Regions from separate parts of the Gossypium hirsutum genome. Here region 1 is linked to region 2. A link is a contact called in public Hi-C data. All regions are on one chromosome and are shown on one strand. The core of a region is the stretch at or near the end of the contact, and the rest is flanking DNA. Distances in the headings are between cores, read along the strand shown. Region 1 holds the start of LOC107929280 (general transcription and DNA repair factor IIH helicase subunit XPB1). Region 2 holds the start of LOC107927143.

Region 1 (3,428 bases), core at 898-3,397, 200 kb after region 2:
AGAATGATGTATCCAAAGATATTCATTTCAAACATCGCTGACTCATTTCCTTAAGACATCACAAGATAGGAATGCAGAAGCTAAAATATGGCTAAACAGAACTCAGATACCAACATACAAGTTGGTCATAAAAGCAACGAAAAATAAGGCAGCCTCTGTAAGCATACTCTACATAAGTCTTTTAGTTCTAAACTAATTAGTTGAAATCAAATGCACTAATCCTCAAGGAAATTATGCAGCATGAAGTTGAAATGAGAAGTCAAAGAAAAATGAAAAATAAATACCTGAGCAGGGTCAATTTCAAATGCATGTGTTTCTTTCTCTTCAGCAGCAGCTGCCAGTTCTGATTCCATAAGCAAACCACTATGGCCTGACTCAATTTCACCCGCAGTTTTGCTGATTGTAAATCCATCACTTCCCTGCGCATTCTATACAGTATCCATAGTGGATTGATTAAAACACAATCCAGAAGGGGGAAAAAAAAAGAAAAGAAAAAAGAAGGGAACATCTCCTTAGAAATGAAGGAAAACAAAAGGGAAGTCAAGAAAATAGTTGACAAGCATCCGGAAGAAACATGACAACCAAAAAACCAAGCAAGTTAACAATAAAGAATCCCACATGGAAACTCATGAACCTACAGAAAGTGACCCAATGAATCCAATTGAGCTTAAATTATTCTTTCAAACTGTTTCTCCTAGACTATTATTCAACGCTAGCATCTAAGAGAACACTAAGCAGAATCAGATTGAGACCTTTGAGTGAAAAAGCATACGGCAGGACAAAGTGTCACAGAAACTGATTTGCATGAGAAGATATCATTTAGACCAAAAGCATGATTTCAATGGGAAGAAAAGAGAATAACCACTAAAAGAAGATTAAGCTTATGCCTCAAATGCAATAAACAAAATAAATCAACAAGCTCAATTCAAATAATGTAACAAACCTCAGAAACAAGCCTTGCTCGACCTATAACCTCATCTTGAAGCAGTTTCTTCAGAACCTGCAAGGATCAAACATCACCAAACAATTAATACCCAAAGAATCAATAAATTCCAATAAATTATAAAGGTACCAAAAACAACCAACTTGCCTCCGGAAATGGGGATTCGATAAAATAACGATTCTTCTTAAGCACAAGCTTAACTTTGCCATAATTAGCGGTAGAAGCATGAATGAAATCAATCATTTCTTTAGGAAGCTTAGTCTTGGATAATTTATTCAAGACCGATATAATTGTTTCTGTCTCCAACCCCACAGATACCGCAGCATACAAGGAATGTGGTGTGAGATTATACTCGTGCATTGACTCCGGCCTACATAAATTGAAAATTCACATTCATACACGTTAATGTACATCCAATAAGAAAAAAAAATTAAAATTAAATCACATTATATTAATGGGGTCAGTACCTGCAAACGGGTTCAGCTATAGCAATGAGAAAATCATAAGCTTGCTTGTATAAAGGGGAGAATGTCTCCAAAAATATACGCCCATCAGCACAAGCCCATAATGGGCGATTACCATGATCGAGTTTTAGTTCTAATTTGGTAAAATCTCTTTTCTTTCCTTCATTCTCACCTTCAAAATTAATCATAAATTAAAATAATAAAAAAAAAACCAAATACAACTCAAATTCAATCTAAATAGATTAAAAGCAAAAAAAGAGCAAACAAATGAGTACCATCACGAGGTTCATCATCGGCTTCATCAGGATAAAAAGAATAATCATCTTCCATAGCTGAGCCCCTGTGATCATCCTGCAAAAAAAAAACCCAAAACGAATCATGCTTTTGTAAGGAAAAATTTACAAAACCCATAAAATTCAAACAAAATATATATAGAAATTCCCCCAACCTTGGCAAATTTGAACTTTTTGTTGGGCCGACCTCTTTCACCTGAGAATCATTAAAATGTTATACAAAACCGTTTAAAAAAATAAATCAAAACTGCAAAAATCATGGATTTCCGGTTTCCTTTGTTACCATGTCCCATGTTTTTGCTTAAATCCGTGTATTGGGAAAACCGGTTTCCTTATCGGATTATCAGCCCTTTAGAGATCGATAGGTTTGAATATATATTTATTTAATTCAAGCGATTTTTCCTTGCCTGAGAAAAAAATAGATTGTTCCTATACTGAGAAATCTGAGAAAATGTTTCAGGGACACCGAACTCTATTTATAGACGATCTGCACCTCTAGTTTAGCGGGATCCACCGTGCAAAACTTAAAACGCAGCGTTTTTTTTAGGTCTTTTGCAGATAAAATGTGCAATAAGTCCCTGTACTTTTTGGAATTTTATAATTTAGTCTCTATATTTTTATTTTCAGAAATTTTGTCCTTGTACTTTATAGATTTCAAATTTCAAGTCTAACTTTTAACAATGTTAAATTCAGGTTAATTCCAATGTCATTTTTTTAATTACGTGACTACCAAGTGAGTATTTTTCTTAAATTTTAAAATGTCATACTAACAATTTTAATAAGAAAAAAATTAACAATGATAAGAGTTGGATATGAATTTTGAAATCTGAAAAGTCTAGAGACTAAATTCTAAAATTCAAAAAATATAAATACTTATGACATAATTTAATTGTCTTTTGCTATTGTTACTCCAATTTAATCCTTGGGCTGGAGGTATAATTAGCCAAAATAAACTCAGGTAAAAGCAGGTTTGGGCTTGAGCTTAATTTGAAAATTGGAACTTATTATTTGATATAATTTTATCGAAGATTATTTTTTAAGTTTAAATTTGACTCGAGATATATTTGAGCTCAAACTCAGTCAAGCTCTTATCAATTTTATGCTTGAACTCTAGTTCGATTCAGTTTATTTGTACAAGCTATTTCTATAAGGATAAAAATGTGTTTTCATGATATAAAAATATATTAAAATGAAATGTTAGAGTAGGTTCATGAGTTGTTTGAAAAGAGTATTATAATGTTCTAGTTCGGTTTGATCGATAGTTTGAGCTCGTATTGATAATTATCGAATCGAAATCGGGTTTCTTTAATCAAACTCAAATAACTTGCGAGCACTAGTGTCTCATTCGTATACCTACCTTCTGCTTATCAAGTTAGTTCTTTCAATTGTGCACATGAATAAGGTCAAATTTTAAATTTTTTAAATAGTTTGGGCTTTTATGCTTTCAAGTTCAAGTTGTTTTTTTTGGACTTTAGCCATTTAAATTTTCAAGTTTAGATCATTTCATGATTTAATTATTTTGAGTTTGAGTCATTTAATATTTAAATAATATTGGCTTCAAATCGTTTCAAGTTTAAGTCAACTTTAAGTTATGGTCAAATTTAAATCCAGGTAAATACAAATTAAATTAAAACATATTTGTATTACATTGATCGAATCAAATTTCAAATTTAAGTCGTAATTGGCATAACTAACCACTCTAGAGTCAATTAATTAATCTAGTTAGGG
Region 2 (3,509 bases), core at 1,005-3,504:
TTTGATAAAATCTTATTATATAAATTTTTTTGGATAATGATTACCCATAGTGCACAAGCCTCAATTGAAGACTAAAATTGCAAAAGCTTTAGTGGCAATCAGCAACAACTTGAGCAACAGATTTGGAATGATCGTATTATAAAATAAAAGAGAATCATGTTGATAACGTGTTATAAAATAAAAAGATAGAAAGTAAAAAACAAAGAGAATAAGAGAGCAAAGAGAGCATATTTTATTGATCAATCGGGATATTTATTAAGCTTCTACAAAGTCTCTATTTATAGGCGTAAGAAGTATAAATGAAGTAAAGATCTACTTCTAATGACTATTAGAATTTAAAGTATATCAAAACTTATCATGAACTTGATGGACATCCACTTAATAAAATATTCATAATATTTATTAATATAAAATATTTTTATTTATTCAAATATGTGATAAAATCTATAAATATTATTAAAATATAAAAATACTTTATTTCTGCATCCAAACCCGAACCTCGAAAATCATTATTTTTTTCTTTTAAGTTTAAAAAATAACATTATTCCAATCTAATAAAAAAATTTAAAGCAATGTCACGTTTTGTTTAGAAAAATAATTAAATTAAATTTTAAACTTAATTAAACAAATCTTTTTACGTTTGTATCTAATTGAAATTAAGGGAAATCTATGTGGTTAGTTTGATTAAGGTTTGAGTAAGCAAAATAAAATCGTGGTCAGTTACAAAAGAATCTTTTCCTGTTTTCTATACTATCCAATTTTGCTTAAATGTTTCAAAATCTTTGAATACTTCCGTTTTTAGCATTGAAAAAAAATTCTTGAATCCGATTATATTCTGATAGCGCAGTTAAAGTTGGCTCAAGAGAAACCGCTGTTGAGAGAGTGTTGAGGGATAATCATGGCCATTGGATTATTGGGTTTAATAGGAGATTAGGACTTTGTTCTGTTTTCAATGCTGAGTTATGAGATATCCTAAATGGCTTGATGTTATTGCATAACAGGAGCCGGGACAAAGTGTCGATTCAGATGGATAGCGTGGAAGTTATTCTGGCTATTCAAGTACCATTCTCAAAGTCTTTTGATTCAGCACTTATCAGATGTATTTGGCAAATATTGTCGGAAATAGTTTAATGAGAAATAATACATATTCATTGAGAAGAGAATATAAAAGTTGATCGCATCGCTAAATTGGCTTTTAACATGAATTAGGGTCAGTAGTTGTTTGTAGAGAATCTATTAAATATTGGTAGTTTAATCTAAGTATTGTAACAACTTCTTTTTCACTAAAAAAATAATAATAAATTGCACAAAATTGGTGTGTCATACAAAATTTTTACCTCAATTGATTTTAAAGTTTTTTTTTCTCCAATTAAGTACCTAAATTTGGCTTTAAAGTTTAATTTAATACCTAAAGTTTATTTTGTTTCGAATAGGCACTTGAACTTGGCCTTTTGGTTTAAATTAGTACCTGAACTTAGCTTCATAGTTCAAATTGGTTCAATAAGTCATTTATCATAAGTACTAATTTGGACCAAAAAGTCAAGTTCAGATACCAATTTGAACTGAGAAGCTAAGTTCATCTTAAACACTGAACCAAAATAAACTTTAGGTACTAAATTGAACCTTAAAACTAAGTTTAAATACCTAACTGGACGAAAAAAAAAACCTTAGGTACCAATTTGAACCTTGAAGCCAAATTCATGTACCCAAAATGTATATTTACCCTTTTTTAATAAGAAACAGTTAAATTACTTGGGAGGTCCTTCTATATAAGGACAAGATCAAATTAGTCCCTTTATTATTAAATGGATCGATTTAGTCCATATATTAAAAATTAGAAAACCAAAGATTTCATTTATAAAACCATAAAAGCTTTAGAAATATTAACTCTGTTCCAATTTGATATTATTTGATTATTTTTAACAGTAAAAAAACGAAATATAAAATCCTTGTAATGAAAGGAGGTCTAAGGTAGGTAAAAAGACCCCATAAAAGGTTATCTTGCAAAGTTTGCACGTAAATGTTCCCTAGTTTAGAGTTCTGAACATTTAGAGTAAAATTGTCCTAATTTAGCAATTTTACCCCTGTAAAATTTCCTTGGCATTTTCTACATCCGTTTGTCGGCTGATCCGTGTTATTTTCCCACCCTTTAAACAAGGTGTGGGTCTCACATTTCCCTATCTCCAAAATCTTGGACCATTGTACCCCCACCATCTTAACTCGCTCACATGGATTTTCATATCTCCCTTAATCACACTCTAAAAAGGCCCTTTTTCATATCCCCAAAACAATCCAAAATTAAATTTAAAAAAATCAAAAAGAATAAAAGATAAAATATTTTTAAATTGCTTGGTGAGAATGGTGATGTTCTTATTGAAGTGATGAGGTGGCAACAATGCAAGCGTTCTACTTTACTCCCCTGCAGCAGCAGCAACACGAGCCAATCTTTTATCTTCTTCATTGAAAACCCTACATTTTGATTTGATTTTCACCTTTTTTGGGTACATTTTGTCACTGAATCTAATCAAAGTTGTTCACTTATTTGTTTACATGCAAAACAAGTCTAAATTTTTAAGAATGAAGGAGTCGAAGAAAGATTCAGAGAAAGAAGTGTGGGATCCGATTCAAATCAGGAGTTCATCGGAGAACCCACTTGTTCATGGGTCATCGTCAAGACCCATTCCCAAGCTTATGGTGTGGTTAATCCTTTTCGTTTCGTTTATTTATGTTATTTACACTCTTAAGCTATTAGCCAGCTCGGCTGAAGATTCTTACGATGATATCCCTTTCACTTCATCGCTTCATCGGTCTCTATTAAATCCTAACCGAACGGCGGAGATGACAAAGGAGAAGGCGTCTCTTCACCCACATCGGGATGCTAGAGAAAAACAAGTGGGTTTATTACGAATGCCTAAAGCTCCGCCTAGATGGAGGCCGACGGAGATCCACGACGTCGTTTTTGGGATCGCGGCTTCTTCTAAGCTATGGCAAAAGAGGAAAGAGTACATCAAGATTTGGTACAAACCGGACCGAATGCGCGGTGTGGTTTGGCTGGACAATCGGGTGAAATACTCTGCCGAAGATAACCGGACCCTACCGCCGGTCCGGTTCTCCAGCGACACTTCGAAATTCCAGTATACGAACTCGCAGGGTCACCGGTCAGCGATTCGGATCTCGCGGATCGTGACGGAGACGTTGAGTATGAAGATGGATAACGTGAGGTGGTTCGTGATGGGTGACGATGACACCGTCTTCATCACCGAGAATCTCATTAGGGTTTTGAGGAAATACGACCACACTCAGTATTATTACATCGGAAGCTTATCGGAATCCCATATCCAGAACATATTTTTCTCTTACAGTATGGCTTACGGCGGCGGTGGGTTCGCCATTAGCTACCCTTTAGCCAAGGCCTTGTCGAAGATGCAAGACCGGTGTATTCAAAGGTACCCGGGATTGTACGGCTCCGATGATCGAATGCAAGCTTGTATGGCTGAACTCGGTGTCCC

What was found. A called contact is a pair of places that touch in the nucleus more often than the background predicts.
Region 1: a Hi-C map of leaf shows a contact between it and region 2, with 2.7 times the contacts expected there. The contact joins the promoter of LOC107929280 here to the promoter of LOC107927143 in region 2. A contact is called at or near these places in 2 of 34 Hi-C or Micro-C datasets (both in leaf).

The regions. Positions count from the first base shown.
Region 1 is chrD03:51,430,515-51,433,942 of Gossypium_hirsutum_v2.1, forward strand. It overlaps LOC107929280 (general transcription and DNA repair factor IIH helicase subunit XPB1), which reads right to left and starts at 2,148. Exons shown (of 19, transcript XM_041090474.1): 1 at 1,984-2,148; 2 at 1,856-1,896; 3 at 1,683-1,758; 4 at 1,411-1,579; 5 at 1,091-1,313; 6 at 944-1,000; 7 at 285-428. The coding sequence starts at 1,993.
Region 2 is chrD03:51,228,259-51,231,767 of Gossypium_hirsutum_v2.1, forward strand. It overlaps LOC107927143, which reads left to right and starts at 2,255. Exons shown (of 3, transcript XM_016858146.2): 1 at 2,255-3,509. The coding sequence starts at 2,551.